2 separate regions of the Oryctolagus cuniculus genome follow, and region 1 is linked to region 2. Evidence: chromatin contacts called from public Hi-C data. All regions are on one chromosome and are shown on one strand. The core of a region is the stretch at or near the end of the contact, and the rest is flanking DNA. Distances in the headings are between cores, read along the strand shown.

Evidence for each region. Hi-C and Micro-C count contacts between places; a contact is called where the count stands out from the background.
Region 1: a Hi-C map of an unstated tissue shows a contact between it and region 2, with 11 times the contacts expected there. The contact joins two enhancer-like sites. A contact is called at or near these places in 5 of 6 Hi-C or Micro-C datasets (ear pinna, embryonic fibroblasts, psoas muscle and 2 more).

The regions. Positions count from the first base shown.
Region 1 is chr9:85,064,181-85,067,749 of mOryCun1.1, forward strand. It overlaps SLC7A1 (solute carrier family 7 member 1), which reads left to right. Exons shown (of 13, transcript XM_070049065.1): 13 at 1-1,383. Among named protein-coding and RNA genes, the nearest start is that of SLC7A1, 88 kb to the left of the region's middle. Within about 2 kb of position 2,136, at least 1 of the 8 cell types and tissues checked has an H3K27ac peak or open chromatin away from gene starts, as enhancers often do.
Region 2 is chr9:84,882,540-84,886,076 of mOryCun1.1, forward strand. No RefSeq gene overlaps it. Among named protein-coding and RNA genes, the nearest start is that of SLC7A1, 94 kb to the right of the region's middle. Within about 2 kb of position 1,407, at least 1 of the 8 cell types and tissues checked has an H3K27ac peak or open chromatin away from gene starts, as enhancers often do.

The DNA.
Region 1 (3,569 bases), core at 886-3,385, 180 kb after region 2:
AGGTGGAGCTTGGAGGCGGAGCCGGGAGTACTGCATTGCTGGCTGGGTTCCTGGGACAAGGATGGCCACGCCCAGGCCTGGAGGCCCTGCCCCCACCCCAGGTGCCCGGGTGCATCTGCACACATGCACCCCCTCGACACCACGAGCACTAGGGGTGGACTCTGACTGTGCCCTGGGCTGGATGGAGAGCTGTCACCAGGTGCACACTCCCGGGGGCTGCCGAGCTTCTGGAGGAGGGAATTTTTGGGGAGACGGGGTGTGACTTATGTGCATGGAATTGTCACTGAGTTCGTGCCATGTTTGTGTTGCTGCACGTCATTCAGACGGCATCTGTGTGCTGTGGTCATAAGAGCATCACACGTTCTCCCCTCCCTCCCCGCAGCAAGAGCGACATAAGCGTTTTGTCAGACTTCTGTGGACATGTTGGAGGGAACGAGTAGCGACACACTTAACTGATCAGGTAGTGCAAGATAGTACCCTCCACACATCAGCGAGGTTACGATGCCTAAAGGCTTTTGTAAGGCCAAAAAACAGTGTCAACTGCTTTTCGAGTTCCTCTCTGGAATCTGCAGCCTTTCTGTGCCTGCTGCTTCTTGGAGGCATGGTGTGTTGTCTCCAGAGGGCCCTGGCTCTGCCAAAGGGTCTCAGGGCACAGGCCTGGGTCACCCCGTGAGCGGGCAGAGCTGCAGAGACCTGGGCCGGGCGGATTTTCTCAGGGTATGAGTGTGTGCAGCAGGGACAGGAAACAGGCCAGGAGGACACTGGGACTCTGTTAATTTATTGAGATCTCTGATTTCCTGTTTTCTCCATCACAGACTTTTAAGTTTGGGACTTATTTTCCCTTTGGAGACGTTGTAATATATATTTAAGATACATTTCCTGCTTAAGTTGTGCCTTTTGGCTTCACTGGGTTTTAGGGGCACAGGGGGTCGTGCTGCTGAAGAGGGTGGGTTTATTATCAAACCTGGAGCGCTGTGGTTTCCAGCAAACTGTCTTCTACTGAATGTGGAGCCATTATTAGAGTTGTGCATTTTTATTATGTAAATTGTATGATAATTTTTGCTTGTTTGATGTTCTATTTTTCTACTAGTTTTTCTTAGAGTTTCTTAAATAATTATACTAGATTTAGATTCTGATGCTAACTGCAAACCAGGTTGGTTGCTGCTTGGGCCCCTCTGGGTTTTACTGTATTGTATTTTATTTTTTAAGGGCAAGTGCAGGTGTCGCCTCTCACCTTAAAAAAATGTGAAACTCTTCCATCTCCCCTTTCTGCTGACTACACTGTACATCCACGACTTCCCACCATGCTTTCCATGGTCAAAAGAAAAAAAAAAAAAGCGCTATCTCATGCTTCCACAAATTCTAATAAATGCTGTCTCTGCCTTCCGTGTGTATGGTGTGGTTTCGGGAATTCTGGCAATGTGGCTGTGCCCCCATGGAAAGTTCCAGATCCTGTTCTGTCCTACGGCTGATGGCCTGAAGTGCCCAGCCTTATTTTCCTGCAGTCACTGGGCGGGGAAGGGTGGGGTGTCTTATTCCAAGCACTTGAGCCTCTGTTGGGGAACCCCTAACACCTAGTTTGGGTCCCCCTCCCCCAACACCATCCTCCCTCCACCTCCCATCTTCTGTCCACCCTGGCTTGGACCTGGGACCCTAGAGAGGCTGCAAACCCCCCCTCTCTACTGTCGCCTTAGGCTTGCACTGGCTGCCCCGCACGTGTCTAGCGGAATGAGGTGGACGGGGCAGGTTGTAGCTCTCAGAACCTGACGCCGAACCCCCTTGAGAAAGGGGGCATTTCTGGCTCTGGAGGTCCAGGCGGGCAAGGCACCCTTCGTTCCCACACACAAAAGCAGGGATTCCGGGGCTATCCCGGAAGACCTGTTTGTTGCCTGCGTGATAAGCTTTAAGCTCCGTCCAGGGAGCTGGACCGAGCTGTGTCCAAGCTCCTGACTAGGGTTCTGGGCCTGGAGTCCCTTCTGAGCTCGCGGCCTCATCGGCAAGCCGACCCGAGAGCACGGGCCGTGGGACAGCACGGACGTGCAGGTGTCTGGGGTCCCCGGTAGCCGTGGGCCCCCTCTATGCGATCACGGTTACACTGCAGGGAAGCGAGAACGGGGGCCCAGCAGCCCCTGCCCTACACCGCGGGCCGGCTTTGCCAAGCAGCCGGGCCCAGGACTCCACGCGACTTCAGGCTGTTCCTGGGTCCCGCGGTGACACACTGCCATCTAGTGGCCACAGTGCGGCAGCGCAGGCGGCTTGAAAAATTGCTGCCTGGGCTTCGGCGCGCAGGCAGAGCTGTTCCAGCCTGCAGCAACTTGCCCTTCCAGTTTGGCTAGGAAATACTTGGGGCACATTATCCAGCGGCCTGCACAGGGCGTCAGTCTGCGTCAGGGAGAGCCCCAGGGAACTGCCTGGGCTTCCAATCCCATCGTCACAGCCGGGCCTTGCTCAGGCACCACCAGTCAAGTTTTACCAAATTAAGCCCGTTTGCCCTAGACACTTAAAACACAACAACAAGGCAAAGTTGTAAAATGGCCTTGGGAAAACAACAGGCAGTTAAGTCCACTAAGGAAAGCCACAGCTCCCTCGGGTGCTTTTTGGGTCATGCGGTGCCCACGTGTATGCAGCGCGCCGGGACCCCAGCTACCCACCGTGGTAGCCCGGGTGCAGAGGGGAAGCTGTGGCTCCACTGGACAGCGAGCGTGCAATGGGGCTGGCTGGGGTGCACCTGACCTGGGCACCCAAGGGGAGGGGGAGGGTGCACATGCTGGTGCCGGGAGAAACTTCCAGAAACCGTTGAGTGAGCCGCATGGGCTCGCAACTCCCTGCTGGGGCCAGGCAGGGCATTAACAGAGGTTGGGGTGCAGAAGCCCCACGGGCGCCCTTTTTTGGTTGAGATGTGTGGCAAGAGGACTGAGAGAAGCAGACGGGCGAGGGAGCCTGGAGAAGAAATCCGTGCATGGTTTTTCATAATTCACATTTTTACAAACTGCTTGAAGTCCCTCGATGCACGCGAATTTGTAATCTTTGCCCCAATCCCGTTTTCTGTGAAACTTCCGCGATCCTCTCCTATTTCCCCACCTGAACGTAACAGACTCCCCAGGTCCTTAGGTTGAATAGCCCTTGGCATTGCATGTCTGCAGCACTCATGTGGACTCTGCAGGCGCAGGACGCTTGCCTGCTGAGTGTCATGAGTGAGATGACAAGTGTCACTCCTGTCACTCACTGCTTCATGCCGCCACAGCCACACCCCCTTCAGGCAGCTCCCGGCTCCTCCCGGCCCCCTCCCATGGAGACAACACAAGTCTTCCCTGAGGGACGGCGGGCATCTCTCTGGTGGGTGAATTGGCCTCAGAGGCCTCCACCTGCTGCACAGTCAGTACGGGAGGGGCAGTTCTCTGATGTCCCCGCGCGTACTGCGGGTGCTGGGGCTATCTCCAGTGTGCTCCTTGTGGGGACATCTGCTTTGTTTAGTGCACGCAGTGGGTGGAGGGACACTGGGAGGTGGCTATCACACAGTGGGGAGGGCTCTCAAGACACCCCAAAACAGAAGGGCATGCTGAGGAAAC
Region 2 (3,537 bases), core at 157-2,656:
ACAGAAAGAAAGGTCTTTCATCCACTGGTTCACTCCCCAATCAGCCACAACAGCTGGAGCTGCACCGATCTGAAGCCAGGAGCCAGGAGCTTCCTCTGGGTCTCCCACGCGGGTGCAGGGGCCCAAGGACTTGGGCCATCTTCTACTGCTTTCCTGGGCCACAGCAGAGAGCTGGACTGGAAGAGGAGCAGCTGGGACTAGAACCGGTGCCCATATGGGATGCCAGCACCACAGGCAGTTGATTAACCTACTGTGCCACGGTGCCAGCCCCTCCGATCAGGTTTAATTCTAGTTCTACCCCTGGCCAAGCATGTGCTGGTGGGAAGTTCCTACGCCTTGCTGAGCCTTATCTGAAAACTTAACTGAAGACTGAACACGCTTTCTTGTAAACTGCAAGTGTACACCTGGCTCACAGTGTGCCCACAGTTGTTAAGGTTAGAATGACGGTTTTTTTTAAAAGAGATCTATTTATGTATTTCTGTCTATTAAAGGCAGAATGACAGAGAAGGACCAACAGAGGGGTGGGAGAGAGAGGGAAGGAAGGAGGGGGAGAGAGAGAGAGAGAGAGAGAGAGAGAGAGAGAGAGAGAGAGACTCTCCCCCATCCATTGGTTCACTTCTCAATGTCCAAAACAGCCAGGTCTGGACCAGGCCAAAGCCAGGAGCCGGGAACTCCAGTTGAGTCTCCCATGTGGGCTGCAGGGGCGCATTAGCCAGGATCGGAACCCGTGCTCTGATGGGGTTGTGGGTGTCACAAGCAGTGGCTGGACCCCTCTGTGCCCCAGTGCTGGCCCTGCCCGTGGACTGTTTGAACACTGCTTCGTGCCTTCCGCTCAGATCTTCGCACAGCTGTGTCCCTCTCGTCATTCAAGTCTCACCTGGGATGTCACCTCCTCAGAGGCTGTGCTGTCGGATTAATACCCCCTTTGATAAGTGGCCCACATTAAGTACCCCAAGAGCAGAGGACAAAGAAAGCTTGGAGGAGGGAGAGGTGGGGGGAACGCCACGGCCGCGGTGGTGCCAGGTGATGGCTGCGGCTTGGAGAGCTGAAGAAGCCTGGGTATTGGCAGAAATGAAGGCTCCGAGACCAGGACTGATGGTGAGACTTTGTCAGCACCGAGATTCAGACGGGGGCTTGGCCGCTGAGAACTGACTTCTACATCGCTCTGGGATGTCCAGCACTGCTCAGTGGTGGAGACCAGGTGAGGAATGCGCTCGGCAGGGTGTGGGTGGAGCTCTGGAAGCCAGGGAGCGGCCAGGGAAGGAAGGGCTTGGTGGAGGAGGAGAGGCCCCGGGCTCATGGCTGCAAGCTGGTGCAGCAGCCCCTGAGCAGGAAGTGAGTCATGGAGCCTCCCAGAGGCGGCTGGGCAGTCCACCCTCCCCAGCGAGAGCCCCCAGCAAAGCTACAAGCCCTGACTTTCCCTGAGTGTGAGGGGCCAGTGAATCACACGGGCCGGCCCTGGCCTCACTCGCAGTGTGCACTTGTCCAGCTGCCAGCAGCCAAGGGCCCTGGGTTCTTGGCTCTGCTGTTAGCTTTCGCCAGCGGCAGGCTGCCCCTTGGTTTTTCTCCCCGTGTGAGGTTGGGCTGAACTGTTCGCTCCCTCACCTGTCTGCTATGCAAAGTGTGAGGATTATCCGGTCCATCTTTCCCAAATTATTTGGAGAGCCTTTGTACAGAATGTACCGAAGATTATTGGACTAAGTCATAGTGCACTTTCAATTCACGGGGCTATTTTCTTTCAAAAGCCCTAATGAACCTTCTTGATGATCAAGCGGATTTTCTTATGGGGCTCCTTAGTTTTAGCCCCGGAGGCATGAGACGAACTCTGCACTCAGCATCTTAGTGATGCTCGCTGATTCACTAATTGGGTTTGTAATCATTGCATTATTGACTTGTACAGTTCTTGAAATGTTCTGAAGATCTTTTGTCACACACACACACACACACACACACACCCTCATCTACTTCACAATGCTCATGGAAAAATAGAATTAAAACAAATTTATTTTGTTGCAAGAAATTTGAAATTCATGCATAATTTTTCTTAATATATGCATTTTCCCTGAAGTTTTTAAAACTGCATGTGTATGTGCATGTATATATAAATAACATTTTTCTATTACTTATCTATTAACTTTATTAATTTTCTTCACATTGCTTTTTTCAAAGATTATATTTATTTAGTTATTTGAAAGGCAGAGTTACAGACAGGTAGAGGGAGAGACAGAGAGAGAGTCTTCCATTCATTGGTTCACTCCCCAAATTGCTGCAACAGCTGGGACTGGGCCTATCTGAAGCCAGGAGCTTCTTCTGGGTCTCCCACTTGGGTGCAGGGGCCCAAGCACTTGGGCCATCCTCTGCTGCTTTCCCAGGCACATGGAGCTGGATCAGAAGTGAAGCAGCTGGGACTTGAACCGACACCCATATGGGATGCTGGTGCCACAGGAGGAGGCCTAGCCTACTATACCACAGTGCCGGCCCCAACAATGTTCTTTGATAGGCAAAACTTTTTAGTTTTATAAGGTCCAATTTATTAATGTTTTCTTTTCTGGTTAGTTTTCTCTGTTATCCAAGTAATTTTTTTCCTACTCTGAGATTCCAAAGATATTTTGGTATGCAGACTGCTAGAAGCTTGTTGGTGCTGGCTCTCACATTTAGGTTTATTGTCTATCTATAATGAATTTTAGTGTAGGGTGTAAGGTAGCGATCCAGATTCACTTTTCCCTTCGTGGACATCTAGTTGTTCCACACTATTTGTTGAAAAGATTTTCCTTTCCCTTATTGAATTTCTTTGGCAAGTATACTGAATTTAAATTGATCATATAGGGGCCAGCGCTGTGGCGTAGCAGGCAAAGCTGCCGCCTGCAGTGCTGGCATCCCATATGGACACCGATTCAAGTCCCGGTTGCTCCACTTTTGATCCGGCTCTCTGCTATGGCCTGGGAAAGCATACAAGAAGGCTCAAGTGCTTGGGCCCCTGCACCTACATGGGAGACCCGGAAGAAGCTCCTGGCTCCTGGCTTTGGATCGGTTCAGCTAGGGCCATAGTGGTCGTCTGGGGAATGAACCAGTGGGTGGAAGGCTTCTCTCTCTCTCTGCCGCTCCTTCTCTCTGTGTGTAACTTTGACTTTCAAATAAATAAATAAAACTTTTAAAAATAAAATAAAGAAATTGATCATATATAATTATGGGTCTGTTTATGGATTTTCTATTCCATTCCGTTGATCTAGACTGATATCTTTATGTCAGTATCATTCTTTGTTGATTAATGGTCCATTACAGTACCTCTCAAAATCCTTGTTCAAAACTCTTATGACTTTATAAAGTTAACTTGCAGTAAGCTTTAAATCTTGTTCAAAATTTTTTGGCTCCTCTAAATCCTTTTCACTACCATATAAATTTTAGAATCAGCTTGTCGATTTCCTCAAGAAAAACCTTCTTAGATTTTGAATTATGTTGCACTGAACATGTAGATGGAGATGAAGAGAAATGGCATCTTGACAGTATCATCTTCCAATCAGTAAACATCACATGTAC